5 separate regions of the Mus musculus genome follow, and regions 1, 2, 4 and 5 are each linked to region 3. A link is a contact called in public Hi-C, HiChIP or PLAC-seq and promoter capture Hi-C data. All regions are on one chromosome and are shown on one strand. Each heading gives the region's core, a stretch centred on a gene start, on an enhancer-like site or on the middle of the called end of the contact. The rest is flanking DNA. Distances are from core to core; before and after follow the strand shown.

What was found. Promoter capture Hi-C pulls out the DNA fragments that hold promoters and counts their contacts. A called contact is a pair of places that touch in the nucleus more often than the background predicts. HiChIP or PLAC-seq counts read pairs in DNA pulled down with a chosen protein or histone mark.
Region 1: a promoter capture Hi-C map of embryonic stem cells shows a contact between it and region 3, with 2.4 times the contacts expected there. The contact joins the enhancer-like site here to the promoter of Casp2 in region 3. A contact is called at or near these places in 1 of 39 promoter capture datasets (embryonic stem cells), 1 of 115 datasets of contacts at active chromatin or transcription factors (embryonic stem cells) and 1 of 9 other capture datasets (embryonic stem cells).
Region 2: a Hi-C map of regulatory T cells shows a contact between it and region 3, with 6 times the contacts expected there. The contact joins the promoter of Tpk1 here to the promoter of Casp2 in region 3. A contact is called at or near these places in 1 of 39 promoter capture datasets (pre-B cells), 1 of 484 Hi-C or Micro-C datasets (regulatory T cells), 2 of 115 datasets of contacts at active chromatin or transcription factors (astrocytes and thymic regulatory T cells) and 1 of 9 other capture datasets (liver).
Region 4: a contact with region 3 is called in a Hi-C map of the G1E-ER4 cell line, with 4 times the contacts expected there. The contact joins the enhancer-like site here to the promoter of Casp2 in region 3. A contact is called at or near these places in 9 of 39 promoter capture datasets (the 3T3-L1 cell line, the C10 cell line, embryonic stem cells and 4 more), 2 of 484 Hi-C or Micro-C datasets (the G1E-ER4 cell line and cortical neurons), 6 of 115 datasets of contacts at active chromatin or transcription factors (DN3 thymocytes, the SCID.adh cell line, astrocytes and 3 more) and 2 of 9 other capture datasets (adipose tissue and liver).
Region 5: an HNF4G HiChIP or PLAC-seq map of pancreatic cancer cells shows a contact between it and region 3. The contact joins the promoter of Nobox here to the promoter of Casp2 in region 3. A contact is called at or near these places in 5 of 39 promoter capture datasets (the 3T3-L1 cell line, embryonic stem cells, hippocampal neurons and 1 more) and 5 of 115 datasets of contacts at active chromatin or transcription factors (embryonic forebrain, extraembryonic endoderm stem cells, forebrain and 2 more).

Annotation. Positions count from the first base shown.
Region 1 is chr6:40,348,652-40,352,120 of GRCm38.p6, reverse strand. The region is part of intron 3 of Agk (acylglycerol kinase); the gene reads right to left. Among named protein-coding and RNA genes, the nearest start is that of Agk, 25 kb to the right of the region's middle. Within about 2 kb of position 1,765, at least 7 of the 459 cell types and tissues checked have an H3K27ac peak or open chromatin away from gene starts, as enhancers often do. A contact at or near this core is called in embryonic stem cells, where this site is marked.
Region 2 is chr6:43,664,747-43,668,264 of GRCm38.p6, reverse strand. Tpk1 (thiamine pyrophosphokinase) reads left to right here and starts at 1,987. Exons shown (of 9, transcript NM_013861.4): 1 at 1,987-2,129; 2 at 2,448-2,505. The coding sequence starts at 2,463.
Region 3 is chr6:42,263,452-42,266,884 of GRCm38.p6, reverse strand. Casp2 (caspase 2) reads right to left here and starts at 1,900. Exons shown (of 11, transcript NM_007610.2): 1 at 1,688-1,900. The coding sequence starts at 1,761. It overlaps Tmem139 (transmembrane protein 139), which reads right to left. Exons shown (of 3, transcript NM_175408.4): 2 at 3,380-3,433; 3 at 2,330-3,157. The coding sequence ends at 2,758.
Region 4 is chr6:41,098,279-41,101,695 of GRCm38.p6, reverse strand. It overlaps Tcrb. Among named protein-coding and RNA genes, the nearest start is that of 2210010C04Rik, 64 kb to the right of the region's middle. Within about 2 kb of position 1,330, at least 4 of the 459 cell types and tissues checked have an H3K27ac peak or open chromatin away from gene starts, as enhancers often do. A contact at or near this core is called in the G1E-ER4 cell line, where this site is marked.
Region 5 is chr6:43,308,082-43,311,500 of GRCm38.p6, reverse strand. It overlaps Nobox (NOBOX oogenesis homeobox), which reads left to right and starts at 1,947. Exons shown (of 9, transcript NM_130869.3): 1 at 1,947-2,011. The coding sequence starts at 1,975.

The DNA.
Region 1 (3,469 bases), core at 516-3,015, 1.9 Mb after region 3:
ACATCCTGCAGGGCCACAGGCTATGAGAAGGGACATTCAGTTTTCATGCTACAATCCTTTTTCCTTTAGTCTATACTAAATTTATTCCTCGGGAGTCTTTGTTACCAGTTAATTTTCACCATCTGTATACACAGAAGAAACCCGGTACTCAAACTGTTTTCTATTCTATGGCTCTAAGGCTGAGCAGATCAAGAAGCAAAGGATCAATGTGAGGATTCAAAACAGCAACAGAAGGGGAGCTACTACTGAGACATCTAAACTAGGGAAGAGAGCTGATGAAAAGAATCATGATAACACAACACTAAAAAGGCCAAAAACTTCAGGTCTTGGGGTTGAAAAACAAGTCTGGGTTATGGCAGCAGAATTCTAGAAAACAAGTATAAAGCAAAGATTAGAGGGGAAATGGCTATAGCAAGATGTTGTATTGAACAACTCAGTCTAAATCTGCCTCCCCTCTGACTGTCCACTAGAGATCCTTTCTACACCTTCTAAATAAACAAGCTCTGTGCTGGGGAGATGGCTACGTGGGTAACTAAATAGTAAAGTACTACACAAGCCTAAGACAGAGTTCAGATCTCCAGTGTCAGTGTATGTTTATAACCCCAGTGCTGGGAAGAGAAACCAGGCGGATCCGGGGGGGCTCCCTGGTCAGATAGTCTAGTGGAAATGGCAAGCTTCAATTCAGTAAAGCTAGGGAGAGCTAGAGAGAATAACATGCCAATGCTAACCTCCATACACACCTACATAGACAAGTGCACACACACACATTACCTGCCCATTACCACTTCTGTTCTCTTTTTACTCTTGTATCTTGTTCTCTTTTTACTCTTGTATCTTGTTCTCTTTTTACTCTTGTATCTTGACATTTTCTGGCTAAGTCTCCAAATATATCATCAATTTGGTTTGTTCTGATCCATTTCATTCTAGGATTCCATCAGGAATGAAGTAACTAACTCAGCTGTGGAGGTCTGAATGGAAATGGCCTCCATAGACTCATAGGGAGTGGCATTATTGGAAGTCTGCCTTTGTTGGAGTAGGAATGGCCTTGTAGGAGGAAGTGTGTCACTGAGGGGTGGGCTCTGAGGTTTCAGATGCTCAAGAAAGGCCCAGTGTGGCACTCTCTTCCTGCTTTTTGCTGATTTGGGTAGAGATCACTCAGCTACCTGTCTAACACCACATCTACCTGCATACTGCCATGCTTCCTGCCATTATGACAATGGAGTAAACCTCTAAACTTTAAGCTGGCCTGATTAAATGCCTTTCTAAGAGATGTGGTCATGATGTCTCTTCACAGCAATAGAAACTCTAACTAAGATCGAGGCTGGTTCCTGGAATGGGGTATTGCTAAGATAGGCCTGACACTGTTTTTGCCTGGAAGAATATGGAATACTTTGGGACTTTTGAGCTAGAAATGTCATTGGACATTTTAAACCGGGCTTAATGAGCCATACTAGTAGGATCATGGAAGATAGTGGTACTGAGGGTGATTTGAACTATGAGAGCCCAGCTTAAGAAGTTTCAGAGAAAAATATTATATGTGGCCTAGAGATTGTTCTTGCAATATTTTGGTAAAGAATGTGGCTGTTTTCTGCCTTTGTCCAAAAAAATCTGCCTGAGGCTAAATTAAGGAATTATTGATTAAATGTTTTGGCAAAGGACTTTTCCAAACAACCTAGCATTGACTGTCTTCTGTGGTTAATAGAAGCCAGTCTTATGCAGATCTACAACAAAAGACTTAAGATAAGCAAGAAAAAATACAAAAAGTACAGTAGAGGAAGAAAAGGAGCCCCAGGGAATGTAAACAGATTAAAGAAAAGCCAGATGCTAAGTGGAGTAAAGGGAGTGGTGACCTCAGAACAAGACCCCCACCCAGCTAAGGAATTAAATGAAAAAGGAATTAAATAAAAGCATAAGGCCAAGTCCACAAACCTGTAATCCAAGCACCTGGGAGGAAAAGGCAAGTAGATTTTAGAGTTCAAGGACAGCCTGGGTCTACAAAGGAAGCTCCAGGATAGCCAAACTTAGGCAGTGAAGGAAACTATCAAAACCAGAAAGCTGAAAAGTAAAAAAGTAAAAAAAAAAAAAAAAAACAAGAAAAAAAAATTAAAAAACCAGAAAACTGGAGAAAATGTATTTGAATAAGGGGTTCACGCAAGCAGCAGAACTTTGCAGCTTCAGCCACATGGTACCTAAGTTTATAGAGTCAAGGACACAAGAAAAGAGTTATAGAGTCTCCCTCCATAACTAAGGAAAGCCTCTGAGGCCAGGCATATGCAGATGTCCCTTCTTGGAGACCTAGAAAGACCATTGCATGAAGCTGTAAAGGTGAGGCCTGGACTGCCTTGAAGACCCCAGGATGTTGAAGATGCCAGAGCCTTGGGATACCTGCCAAGGAAAGCTGCTATCAGGGAATGGAACCAGTCCAAGAGAAAGAATTATGTTTCAGTCAAAAACAGTGAAAGGAGTTTGAGAGCTGAAGTGTGATTTGACAGCAGTCATGGAGATGCAAAGTTTGGGGTATGCCCAGCTGACTTTCAGTCTTGCTTTAGTCCAGTACTTCCTCATTATCCTTCTCTTTCCTCCATTTTGGAATAGTAATGTATGCCCTGTGTCACTGTATGTTAGAAGTATGTGATTTGCTTTTTTCTTTGTTTTTTTTTTTTTCATTTTGATTTTACAGGAGGCTATAGTTAAGAGACTGCCTTGATTATCATAGACTTTCAACTGTGGACTTTTAAATATGGTTGAAACTGTGATAGACTGAGGACTTTTGAAGTTAGACTAACTGCATTTTGCATTATGATGTGGCTACAGGCCCATGGGGAGCAGGGAGCAGAATGTGGTAGTCTAAGTGAAAATGGCCCCCACAGTTATAGGGAATAGCATTAGTGGAGGGCTGGCTTTGTTGGAGAAAGTGTGTAACTAGGAAGTGGGCTTTGAGGTTTCAGATTCTCAAGCCAGGTCCAGTGTGGCTTTCTCTCTCAGCTACCTTGTCTGCCTGCATGCTGCCAAGCTTCCAGCCGTGATGACAATGGTCGAAACCACTGAACCTATAAGCCAGCCCCAAGTAAATGTTTTCCTTTATAAGAGTTATGGTCATGGTGGTATCTCTTCCCAGTACCCCAGTACTCTGTAGCCAGATTCCAGATCTACAGCACTAGACTGCCCCTCCTTATCCTCATTTCCTAGTCCCAAGAATTCCTAGCCAGACTTGTAAAGTCAGGTGTCAGGTCCATAATGGATTAAGAAGTTTGTAAAAACTAGAGTTGAGTTTACATGATTTTTTTAAATCACTCAATAATTTAGATTATAAAAAGACCATAGGAAAAGTAGAGAAAGCTGAGAGGATCAATGCACCTTTAGTCACATGGAAGATGCTAAACATGTGCAGAGGACTGGAGGATTAGAACAGTAAGGGGTCAGTATGTGGAAAAGTTCCTAACAAGACCTTGTTCCTGGGAAAGTAAGT
Region 2 (3,518 bases), core at 738-3,237, 1.4 Mb before region 3:
AAGACAACTCAGAGTTTGAGTCCCTGTTTCTGCAGTCAGTTGATGTCAGTGAAGGCAGTCAAATCATATCTTGGAGATGGTGCTATCCTTTTGTGAAAGGTTCTGCGAAACTGAACTTCTGTATGCGAAGAAAAGAAACTAGACACCTATCTTCTACTGGGTATAATAGTCAGTGGAAAAATGGATCAAGACTTAAATGTGAGATGTGAAATTCCAGAAGACAATATAAGAAAAAACACTTAGACATTGGTTAGAACAAAGATTTGTATTGTTTTTTTGTTTTTTTTTTCAGTATGTGTAAGGAACGTGAATGAAAAAAGGGAACAAAAGGGAAGGACATGACTGCTCCTAGGTGTGGTGAAGGAGAATGTTTATTGTAGATAAAAGGGAGAGCACAGCCAGAGTTGGGGACAACTGGAAGAAGTCTGAGCTGACACTTGTGAGGAGAGGGGAAAAGGGAGAGGCAGGAGAGGAGATGGTAAACAAAAGGACCAGGTATGCAAAATGGCTGGATTATATGGGAAGGGCTGGAGACATTTAGAGTAGGAGGTGGGGTATGCCATCCGTACCCTGAAACAGCTAGGAACTGAGCAATGCAGAGGGAACCTGACAACCAGGTCCATGTTGGCTCTTTGTCATGGGTTTGAGATCTAACAACTTTTCCAAACAACCATGGCAACAAATAATCTAAATTAGAAGTGGGCCAATGACTTGAATAGCCATGTCTCAAGAAAGGATGCATACATGGCCAAAAAAGCATAAACAATACTGCCCGCCATCGCAAATCCCCAGGGAGTTAAAATAAAACCACAACAGGATATCAACATGAGAGAGATGAGAGATGGAAGAGAGGGACAGTGATAAGGATTCTTACAAAGGGAAAGTAAGGAAGCTGGGCAAGGATGCAGAGAAAGAGAAACTCGATCATGGTTAATGGAAGTTTAAGTTAGCGTAGACCTATGGAAAACACAATGGAAACTCCTTAACTAAACAGGTGATAGAACTACCATATGGTTCACTCATCCCACTGCTGGGCATACATCCAAAGAGAATGGAAAACACAGTCAAATGCTCTGTACTCTTATGTTTATTGAAGTAGCATTCCTTTGCAAAGATATTGTAATAGAGAAATGGCATTCTTCAGTAATAAAAATAATGAAATAATGGAATTTACAGAGATGTGGATGGGACGGGAGGACATTATGCCTGCCAAGTGAAGTAAGTTGTCAAAGAAAGGCAAATAGTGTATGTTCTGCTAGCTAGAAGCTAAAATGTTGGCATCAAAACTGGAAAGAATTGAATAATGATTGCCCAAGTTTGGGAAGTGTATTTGGAATCTTTAAATAGAAAGAAATGGATGTTTGAGTTAAAAAGATTAAAAAGGACTTACCTATTACCCGACTGGGGAAGGGGAAGTTCATCAGTTAGAATGTTTGACTAGCTGGATACCCAGCACCAGCCACATTAACTTGACATAGTAGTCATGATTGAAAGAGCAGTACTTAGAAGGAAGAAACAGGAGGACCAGATGAATGAAGTCATCTTTCGCTACACAGTGATTTTTGAGGCTAGCTCGGTATACCTGGAACTGGTTTTTAAACGCAGGGATGGGTCTCTGTTATTTCTGGGCCAGCAGGAGACCTACAGGTTCTCAGAATTTTTGAGTCCTCATCTATGCTGGCTTAGAGATGGTGGTGGTGAAATTTTGGTTCTTTGGCTTTGCTAAAAAAAAAAAAAAAAGCTGCATTCCTACAACGTGGTGATTTATTTTAAAGGGTTCCCATTGGTATGTTTACAAAGCACTGTTTGTGCAAAGCACGGGAAGCAGAAGATGAAAGAGAAGGTGGACTCAGTGGACTGGGTGTAACAGATGGGCGAAGGTGGATGGAATTCTCCACTGTGCAGGGAACTGAGCACAGCAGGCTGGTACTAAGCACCCCGCGGTTGCTAGAAGCTACGCAGGCGGCAGCCAGGGGCCCCTCCGGAAGAGGCGGGGCTCTGTGCTCGCGCACGAAGCCCTCTCCCGCGAACGCGCGGCGCGCCCCAGGCTCCGCAGCCGAGCGCCGAGCTTTCGATCCGTCACTCCCGCAGCCCTCGCTCGCGTCGCTCGTGGCTCCACCCGCCATTGTGTAAGTGCGCGGCTGCCGGCGCGGGCTGGCGGGGCGGGGGCGCGGGAAAGAGGGAGCGAGGGAGGCCGCCCCTCGCCGCCAGTCCCCGGATGGAAGCTGGGGCGTCTGGGTGAATAGAGGCAGTGGCCGGAGCTGGAGCCTGGAGCTCGCTTGAGATTCCAGGTTCTCCAGCCTCTGCCTGGGACTTTCCCCCGCCCACCGCTGCACCTTCCTGGCCTCCCGTAGTGCCGGGTCCAAAGTGCCTGCTGCGGGATGCTTACTCCTGTCGCAGAATTACGTTTGGGAAATAACTTGGGACTTATTTTGTTTTCCATACAGAATCCATTCCCCGCTATGGAGCATGCCTTTACCCCGTTGGAACCCCTGCTACCTACGGGTACCGTATTCTTTACCATGCTACAGTGTCAGCACGAGCCCCGCAGAGGGACCTCATTCCTACCCTGAAGGCCTTAACCGAAAACTCCATTTCCTTTTTCCTGTGCGCAAGTTAGCAACCACACCTGTGCCTCTGTTTCCCTGTTTGGAAAGTGAACATAAATATTTAGTCTTTGCCCTGTAGAACTTTTGTGAGGACTGAGCGAGTTGATACAGTTTGTATCCTCTACCTGATATTCCAAGAGTAAACAACCAACATGCCAAACACACATATCCAACCGTGGAACATTTGACACTGGGAACGTGAGGGATGTCCATAGCTGTCTGTCAGGGACGTTTCTAATCATCTTGAAAGTACCTGAACTTAGTACAAGATCAGTACATGGTTACATACAGTGTCTTGAAGTTTTAACCCTAAGGCTTTTAATTTTTATTATAAAACTTGGTGCTGGGGATTGAGTCCAGAGCCTTGAAAATGCTAGGTAAGATACACTTATCAGTAAACTGATTACCCAGCCCATAGGATTTTTATTTCTCAAACTTTGAAGTTATTGTACTTCACATGATGACATGTGGAATGAGTTTTATTAGTAGCATTTATTCTTATGTAATTTGACTACAGTGATAAATTGTAAGGCTAGTTAGTTGTATTTAATTTTCAAGTTACACTTTTTATCTATGGATGTTTGTGTAGGTACATGTGCGCATATGCATATGGGGGTCAGATGTCATTCTGGGGTGTCATTCCTCAGGTGCTGTCATCCACTTTGTTTCTGAGTTTCTCACTGACCTGGAAATAATTGATTAGGCTAGGCTGGCCAGCTGGCCAACTGGATAGGGACCCCAGGTATCTTTCTGGGGCTACCTCTCTAGATATAGGATTATACGCATTAGCTACTATGCCATGTCTCTGGTGTCTATGGTCCTGTGAACCACCTTGTATACCTCTAGTCTACTGTTGATTCTTTTTATCTTATATAAGTGAGGGAAATAGTGATAGATTGAGAATTAAAA
Region 3 (3,433 bases), core at 651-3,150:
ATTTAGTTCCCAGCAATAAATGTATTTAAAAGATTCCATAGTTTTTCCTCTCAAATTTGTAAAGAGACCTGCTTATGCTCAAGAATGGTGAATACCATTTCCAATATACATCCTTTATGTGTCCAATGAATCTCCCTGATCTTATTTAGTATGAAAAAATGCTTAAGTCTGATGACAATGGAGTGACAGTGTAACAGTTGACTTTATACATCAGAGATTTTTAGATGAATCCCGATTTCAATGCAGGTAAAATATAGGAGCACAAGTAAGCACCTTCAATCACTGAAATACCACGCACTGGTCGAATGCCCCTTGTATAAAGGCTCCTTTAAGTCCTTTCAGGCCACAGTTAGATGGAAAAATAGGGTCCTGAGAAACTGCATTAGCAAGAGGTATTGACGCAGAGTAAATATTCAGAATGTACCTGCTATTTCAAAATTCACTAGAATTTTAACTGAGGTTTTAAAATTCATGCTCTACATGAATTTAAAACCTCAGTTAAGAATCACCTTACAAGACAACACAGTAATGGGGATAAATACAGGACCTTGGTTAAATTAAAATGAATACAGCAGCTGTTAGCTGGGTTTATCATTAGGTATATAATGAATGGTAGAGCAGAGTTCTTAGGTCATTAGGAAGATCCATTTCTTAAGCGGCTTCATTTCCTCGACTTCCACTCTACTGCTCTCTCCAGTTTCAGTTGGCTAGCCATGTTCCGGTTTCCTGTAGAGGGCACCTGACCTCTCCCCCAACACCTCATTCTCTTTGACAGGACTAGACCAGGAGACCAAACTCATTTTCAGTTTCTGATTCTCTTGCCTCAGGCATCAGGATGCCAGGATTACAGCCTTGTAGCCTTTAAATGCTGGCCCTGCACTAGGACACCCTTGCAAAAAAATAAAGGGGAGGGGGCTTTTCTCTAGACAATTGCATCCTCAGGTACAATTTACTGACTCCAGTTCTAAATCCTCTTATGTCCCAGGCTTGAATTTTTAACGAAGCAGTCGTCACCGTGTTTTATCTGAGGCTCCACCTACTCCGCACACCTGCCACTTCCTTTTATCTCAAACTACCAGGCTTAAAATATGAACTTTCCCGAAGTTTCCAGTCACCTGGAATTTTAGGGCACCCATGAAAAGTGGAATGGAGAAAAAGAACACCGAGAGGTTTCTAACGCTTTGATTCCGTGTCCTGTAAGAGTTCCCGTTTCTATATTAATGTTAGAGGTCTGGACAGGAAACAATAAAATTGTGTCGTCCTGTGCAATGTTTTCATCGAAACTGACGGAGGAGGCGGAGAAACGGGAACCATCTAATCCTCTCAAAGGATTCAAATCCCCCAAACCTGTGTGGAACTCTCTGACAAACATCTATTATATGAGAAAGCAGTGCAGGGCACGAGATAGTCAATCCAAGTCAAATGCGCCCAAGGCCGAGCTGCGAAGTCTCTGGTTTTTAAAGAGAAATGAGTTTAAGTCCTCAGCTAAGAACTGGAAGGAAAAGCCGGAGCATCTCTGGAAAAGGTGAGATGCCGCAGGCGAGAAGTAGCGCGGGACGGACAAGATCGCTCTCATAGACTCCTCTGCGCTGGACAAAGGGAGGCTGCTGCAGCCCCTGTACACGCGGCACCAGGCCAAGAAGCCGCGCCGCTCGCCTGGCCGCCTCCCCTCCTCTGCCCTCCTCACCTGCTCCTCCTGTCAGCCGCCATCAGCCCCTTCCTGTGCAGGGAGGACTGCGACCTCCCGCTCGGCGCCGCCATTTCCAGCTTTTCCCGGGCTGCACACGCACCACCCACAAAACAAACAAACGCTGGGCCGCGCCAGCCCCCGCATCCCTCCCCCAGCCTCCCACCGCGCCGCGCTTGCGCACGGCTCCGCCCGACGCCAGCAAGCCCCACCCACGCCGGGACATGCGCAAGCGCACACTGCTCGCTGAGGCTCGCACAGCCCAATGGGAAGAGAGGAGGCGCTAGAAGGAACGGGAAGGGGCGGGAAAAGAGCGAGGGTTCTCCTACTCGGGGACCTGATTGGCTATCGATTCCCGCGGAAACCGCAGCCCCCTCCCCTGGTTCCTCCGACCCCTCCTGAAGTAACTACAAGAGACCAAAGGGGCTGGGCTTCCCTTGTTATCCTTGTTCGCCTTGAACTTCCAGGGCCAGGATGCAGGGAAGACGGAAAGCACTAGGAGGCGCTCTTCTCCCAGGCTGGGGCAGCTCGTGGTCGCGCTTTTCCTACACAAGTGTCCTCTCATTCTCTTATCTACCAGTTGACAAGGCTATAAAGTAATGCGGATTGCCTGCTTGGTATTGAAAACAGGAGGCACTGGAATTGGAATTTGATTCGAGTTATTTTTATGTTTTTACTAGCATCCCGTTCTTGTGCAAACTATTCAGCTCCCCTCAACCTTAGAAGCTCTCATTATCTTGGTAGGTAATACCCCATCAGGAATCTCAGGGAGACTTGGTGTCTACAATAGAAGAAACACAGCAGTCACTCAGAGGTATCCCTCCAGCTTCTCTTGGTAACTTATCTCTTTCTCATCTTCCACCTTACTCTGGAAATACTGGTCATCAGATAGGTTCCAGAATGTTTCCAGAAGAATCTAGGTGTGCCATTTATCTGTGAACGACATGCCACAGCCCGACTCCCCGCTGCTTTGAAGGCCTCGATTGTGATGTCCGGGTAAAACCAGTTTCTGATCCAATAGACACTAGGAAATGCTGGGCAAATGAGTGCACAGGTTCTGAGGGCACCACTTAGGGAAGTATCCATTTATCTTCATAGAAAACACTGTCATCATCAGCATGAGCAAAACTGATTTCATAGGCAGGAGGTGGAGTACTAGGCTCCAGTTTGGGGGCCACTCTCATGCTTTGCAGATCAGGAGCAGTGGCCACAACTCGTGGACCCCTAAGTCGAAGAATTCTTCCAGGGTTTCCTCTGGCAGTCATTGTCCCCTCTGAGCCCACTCGCCTTTTCAGACTGCCTGTGCTGGGACTGTCTGGTTGGCTAGGCTGTGCCCCCTCAACTCCTGGGGATATTATGATACTGCTGTAAGGGGGTGGTTGCTCCAGCTCTTGGAGGTGGCTCTGTGGTTGTGAATCCATCACCTCTACAGCCTGTTCATAGGTTGGCACCTCAAAAGCTCCATTGTCTCTGTGGGAGAAGAAATATGGTCGTTAGTGGGTACCTGAAAGAAGACCCCCTTTTTCTGTTCCACCATTCTTGCAAAAGACCTCTCTATTGTCTGCTGACCATTGCTCTTAATGATACCAGTGACAGAGGAAAGCAGAGTCTATGCTTAAGAAAGGATGGGCACAGAGGGAACGAGGGCCTTGCGTGTCTTCCCGTCATCCTGCCCATCTCCCATCGACTCACTGCGCTTGGCCTGAGGCCTCTGGATTCTCAGTCTGCCTGGAGCTTGGCATCGAT
Region 4 (3,417 bases), core at 81-2,580, 1.2 Mb after region 3:
CTCTCTCTCTCTCTCTCTCTGTCTCTCTCTGTGTGTGTGTGTGTGTGTGTGTGTTTCTGTCTGTCTTACTCTCTTTTATATTTATGTATCATATATATGATATATATCAAAATAGATAAGAAATATGCATATGCAGTTAAGAGTCAGTGACACATGCTTATAGAGAAAAGGAATTATTACAAAACACTAAAGTGGAAAAATTGGTTACTAATAATAGATAGGAGTATAAGGATATCATTAGCATTTTATTTATACACCATTGAATTTTTAATATTAAAAGGTATTTTATCTCCATAAAACTATGACATTTATAATTTTTTCATCAGGTGGAATATTTTATAATTTCTAAATAGAAAAAGACAAAAATCTATACCAGTGGGACACTGAAAAAAGGTTCATTTCCTTAATAAACTTAATAAATTGTAAAGCATAAAAGGCCCAAGAATTTAAGTATCGTGGCTGGCTTATGACTGGGGGTGGGTAAAAAGGAGTTTGATGTACTTGATATGTCTGTTTGATTTTAATAATTATAACTAACTTGGCTTTGACCTGTTAAATCCTGCCTACCATGAGAAAGTCAGGGCAACCTGTGAACTAAATAAATCCTTTCCTTCCCAAATTACTTTCAGTTACAGTTGTTTATTACAACAATAAAAAGCAAAGTAGGAAAATGTATGTGTGTTGTGTATGTGGAGAGAGAGAGAGAGAGAGAGAGAGAGAGAGAGAGAGAGAGACTCTTTATTCTCAGAGAATTTGAATAATTCTGTATTTAATAGGAAAAGTGCATTAGCACCATCTAGTGCCTAGTGTTTTAAATCTGAATTAAGTTCCTTGTATAATTTCTATTAATTCATGTTTTAATTTCTCTGGGCCTCTAGAGAGACTCGGTTTTGTTTATAATTCAGGTCATGTCAACTACACTATTATTCTAGAATTCATCGTAGGTTACAACTTTGTCAAGTGTGACTTCAGCAAGTAGGTGCGAAGATCTATTTTCCCTAAAGAAGATGCCTTTTAAGCTTTGATTCTCAAGTCATCTATTTTTGTTCTTCTCTGCCTCAGGACATTAAATTACACAAGTCTTTGAAGACTTAATGTGAATCATTCAGGCAAGAAGCTTGTGTTTTAATCTACTTTCGGTCTGTATTGAGGGATTATTTCAACCTCAAATGATTCTCAGAATTTTACAAAACCACATACTATATTCACTCTATAAATGGATTCTGCATTGTCATAATTGATGCTTTATAGCTATAAAGGAGGAACTGAACCTTCCTTGTTTAAAGTAAGCAGAGAGCTCTGGTAAGTGCCTTGTACCATGGCCGAGGTTGAGAATGGGTAGCAGATGAAACACAGTTATGTCTTGGACATCCAAAAACCCACAAATGCACACTCATGAGACAATGTAGCAGGTGTCCTATCCTCAAATTATCAAGAAGTATCTTTCTCTCAAGAAAATCAAGTGGCATTAGAGAAGTCATTTGTTTTCTCCATCACTTTTTATTTCTAGTGTTGATGATTTTTCGACTTGCTATCCTATCTTCAGAAGACACCAAAATCTAGGCAGAAGATGAGGGACTGAAATAGAGAGAAGAAAGAAGCCCAGGAGGTTAGTGAGAGGATATGAAGCTCAGACTTGCAGAAAGGAGTGTGATCACGATAAAACTCAGGATAGAAATTTCTGGTTCCATAAGATAAAGGGATAAAGATTCTCAGATAATACGGCTGGACTTCTGAAATGGCCAAGTCAAAAACTAAAGATGATTTCCTTATATTTCTTTGTTCAAATATTGGGCTTTAGTACTTAGGACATCTTTTGGGACAAGCAATAAAATCAGAACAAAACCACAGTTCCTACAAAAGGAGCTTTTCAGCCCCAAGAAGAAGAGAGGAAGTTTTTGTTTATCAACAAATAAATGTGAAATAGTGACTGTTAAGTCAAAATCAGGAAAATCTAACATGCTCTAGTGTCCTAATCTAATAGTCAAAAGAACATTTCCTTAAGGAAGTGGTGTTGGGCATCAGGGAGAAAGGTTGACATACATTCACAGAGAGTACAGATTGGGAGAAGCAGAGCCTTTTGGTCAAAGCAAAGTAGTTAAGAAAAGGAAATTATGGCTAGGCTGCAGAAGGTAGGTACTCTTGGGTAAGAGCTGAGTTCTTGGCCAACATTATTTTCTCTGATTCAAAGATTACCCTGTGATGTCACTTTTACTATCTTTTTACCATATTTTGAAGGTTTCCTGCAGTTCCCAACCCATAATATGCAAGTTCTCATCTCTCTCCTTTTTCACTTACTCTGTACTGAGGCCATTGCTGGAGCTTACTTACACATCATACTTTGCACACTTACACTTGAGCAGGAGACCAACAAACAAGCAGTGATGGGAACCTCCTCTCCCAACTCTACTTGGACATCCTCACATTATCTTTATGATTTGGGATTCTAACCACATGGGTTTTCTTGTTCATTTGTTTGTTTTTGTTCTCTCTATATGTATTCCTTTTAGACCAGCATTCTTAACCTTTGCCTTAAGTGGCAAGTAATGCTGCTCTTATCAAATCTGAACGGAACCTGTGTTGGTAGTAAATTATTAAGAATATGATTTCTCCCAATCACTCTGCAACTTTATCAGCTTATATCTCAGAACTGCGAAAAGGTGTTTGTACCCTGAAGTTTGCATGTATAGCATTCTACATAATTTCAGTTTCTCTTCTAAACCATCCTGCCTTCAGAGTCTGGCAGAGATGTGAAGAGAATAGAGGGTACTAAGACAACCAACTGTCCAGGTTTGTAAGTTCTATATTTTGGCTACTTTCTTTCTAGAACACATTGCTTCATAGCTCTCTCTCTCTCTCTCTCTCTCTCTCTCTCTCTCTCTCTCTCTCTCTCTCTCTCTCTCCTCTCTCCTCTCTCCTCTCTTCTCTCTCCTCTCTCTAATTAATTAATCAATCATTTTATTCGTTTACATTTCAAGTGATATTCCCCTTCCTGGTTTCCCCTCCACAACCCCCCATCCCAGCCCCCTCCTCTTTGGATCTATGTGGGTGCTCCTCCACTCACTCACCCACTCCCACCTCATTGCTCTAGCATCCCCCTATGTTGGGGCATCCACAGGACCAAGGGCCTCGCCTCCCATCAATTAGACAGTCCTCTGATACATATGTAACTGGAGCCATGGGTCCCTCCATGTGTACTCTTTGGTTGGTAGTTTAGTCCCTGGGAGCTCTGGGTGGTCTGGTTAGTTGATATTGTTCCTCCTGTGGGGTTGCAATCCCTAGGTTCAGTCTGATGATTGGCTTTGAGTATCTGCATCTGTATTAGTTAGGTGCTGGTAGAACCTCTCAGGGGTTGCTCTTTTAAACGGCACAATACATTGCAGACAGCTGTTTTCCCAATGTGCGATAGCTTGAGGA
Region 5 (3,419 bases), core at 698-3,197, 1.0 Mb before region 3:
AGTGCTGAAACAAAAACAGAAAAAAGAAAAGAAACAAGCAAGCAAACAAATGACCCCAGAGCCTTGATATGCTAAACACGGTACCTCTGAGGTCTACCCCAAGGCCTTCCTTGGGAAGCTTCGGGACTTTACTTTTCAAAAGTCTAAAAGTGCCTTAGTTTGTGAGGCCTAGTAAACCCCCTAAGGTTCTTGGTAAAGTGTGTGTTTGGGGTCCCTCCGTGAACTTAGTAGTAATTAAGGTTTCAGAGGAGGAGACCTGCAAGGTGCATTTTAAACAAATTCATTACAAAATCCTAGTCTATGGCTGGGTATCAGAATAATTCCAAAACCATTCGATCAACGTGCTCTGAACACCTGGGTGTGGAACACAGAGAGTCAGCCTCAAGAAGGCCCTTACATCAAGGTTGAGGCCTTGCGTGCTGTGTGGATTTTTAGGTAGGCTGTGACATGGTAAGCCACACAGCTTCAGCAAAGGGGTCAGCACTTCTAAGAAGTGGTTCCTGCTGCTCCAGGTCCCCTTGCCTGCCCCCTACTCAATGGACAGTGACCATATAGTACTGACATGGCCCATTCCACTGAGCTACTGTCAGAATCTGTGACTTCCAATAAGCTGCTGTGGGGAAGGCAGGCATTTCCCCCCCCCCTCCGCCCTAGTTTCTGGTACACAGTAGTTGTCCTTTAAATGATTACACTAGAAAACCATAATGTTCCAGCCACAACCAAATGATGCTGGGTTTCCCATAGAGAACAGCTTCACTGGGCCCACACCCTGCTGGCCTTACAGAACGCTGCAGATATTCTAGCCCAGAAACTGGATTTTGAGCCTAAAATTCTCTTTAAAGAGTTGGGGGGTGGGGGGTGGGGGTGGCTCATGCCATCGTCCTAAGACTATGGGGTCAAGGGATACCTTTCAGGAGTTGGTTCTCTCCAACATTTCACTGGGGGCTGAACTCAGGTTTGTAAAACAAGCGCATTTTTTTTTTTTTAATTTTTACCACCGAGCCATCTCACTGGCCTTTAGTTAATTTAGAGCTTTATGTTGCAGAAATAACTAAGACTCCTACTCCTGTCAGAAGTCTCTCAAAAATGATCTTTAGACACAGGAAAATGTCCCGGTAGCTGATTGTTTAATATGGCAGGAAAAAAATGCCTGGTGTCCAGAACCTTGGAAGTAACTAAAATCAAAACACGTGAGCCCGGGTTAGAAGCGGCTCTTCCTCCCCCAGCTTGCCGCAGCTGTTTCAATCTGGCCAACACTCACATTCCTCACCCCCCTCCCACTCCACTCCGGTTGAAGAAGAAGTAAGAACTGTATAATTTTGCTATCTTTTTTCCTAACAGAAATAAACATTCCATGAACCAGGAGTCTCTCTTATCCTGGTTCAATATCCAGAAAGCTGATATTCAATGGGCAAGCCTAATAAGAAAACCTGGACTCGCTTGAACCTCGTCTATACTTGCAAACTTGTGCGGGATCCGAGAGGTTTAGTCTCCTCCAGGCCTGGGGTACTTTCAACTCCATTCCTGTCTTTGCCCCTGGATCTGTATGTTAAGGCTACTCAAGTCAGTTAGGACTTTGAGGCACAAGAATCCTTGAAGCAAGCAGTAGCTAGGACAGGCTCATATTCAAGGGTCAAGAGGGGAGCCACAACCATGTCCGTTCACTGCGTGCTAGGATGTGGGTTAGCCTGGGATCCCCCCTTCCATTGCTGTTCTGCTCCTGCCCCGACTTTGGGGAGGTGTCTTTGACCAGTATCTGGTACCCTTGGCTCACAGGGAACTGCAGGATGGCTCTCCCAGCCCCCACCCCAGGTGTGCGGTGCCTCGCCCTGGGGGTGGAGTTGGGGGGCGCCAGCTCCGCTGCGGCTGCGCTGCATGACCTGTGCAGACTCCACACACCTGGCCACCCCACGGACTTCATTAAAGCCGCGCGCCTGTGGTACCAGGGCGAGCTCAGGAGAGGGAGCCTGGGCCATGGAACCTACGGAGAAGCTCTGCAAGAAAATGCAGGGTGAGCACCCATTGGGGATTGGCCTTAGTGAGGACGGTTTGCTGAGCCTGTGAGGGCTGCTGCTCACTGGGCCAGCCTCGAGAGCATGTTTAGGTCTGTGGGTAATGGGAAAGGGGGGTCACCTAACCACATCCTTCTGGTGAGGGATCATCTCCGGTGTGCTGGGGATAAAGAACCGCTCTAACCTAGCTTCTCCCACTCTTCGCCCCTTTCACTACGGTACATTAGTGGAATAAGGTCCATGTTTGTGGAGTGCCTACTCCGTACCATGCTTATTACTGTGCTACATGTTAATCACCGTTATGAAACTTTTTGTTTGTTTGTTTGTTTGTTTGTTTGTTTGTTTTTTGAGACAGGGTTTCTCTGTATAGCCCTGGCTGTCCTGGAACTCACTTTGTAGACCGCCTGCCTCTGCCTCCCAAGTGCTGGGATTAAAGGTGTTTGTCCCAGCGACCCTTGACACCATTACTGCCTTCACCCTCTGGTTGCACCCCGCCTCCACCTCTCTGACAGGGTTCTACGGTGTATATAGAATCATCTGGAAAAGGCGCCTGGGCCAGGACTTGCCCCCAGCTTTATCTATTATTAGAAAGTTTTTTTAGAGGTATAGTCAAAGGCTTCAGTTACCGTTTACTTACACAGTTTCTGGTTTCGTTGGAAATGACAGCAACTCCCTGAGGTGAATTTTCTTTTGTGATAAGTACTTGAAGTAACTAGGAGAAGCGTTTGGATTCCAGGAGGTGGCTGAGAGTAGACTGAGCCCCTGGACCGAATCCCTGTGTGATCTTGGGTTGATTATTTAAAGCCTACCCGCATTTCTTCACCTAGGGGGAAGTACATGGGGGTGAGGGGGAGGTCAAATGGGTTCTGTGCTCCACTGCAAGCCCATCTCTAAGAGTTGCCTAAGCGGCGGGGAGGGCGAGCTTCGCAGCTGGTTGGAGGGTTTTTTCCTTCCAGATGAGGGCTTCCTCACCTGCAGAAGAGTGGGACTGGGCGGAAGGAAGGAGAGGAGGGAGGAACCAGAACACGTGGATTGAGGGCTAGGAGGGGGAAAGGATTGGGGAAGGTAAAGCCTCCATCATTCATTCATGTGATTCCCCCTCTGATGGCCTCTGCCGCTCGTGCCTGGGCTCTGGAAGATCCAGGGCCCTGCTTTATCTCCTCTGCAACCCACAGTGCCTTGCTTCCCTTCTGAAACCAGGGCTAGTCTGAGGAAAGCCAGGATGGCAGTCTGCCTGCTTCTCTCTTCCTATTCACCCCTCCCCAATGGTTGTCTATTAGAAATATCAAACAGATGCTTGTCGCCTGAGCCTGCACCTCTGATGTCTGGGGAAATTTGAGAAAATGTATACACAGCTTTCCACTGTTCTCACATTAAGACTCCGCAGAGGTGCAGTCGTTGCTTACA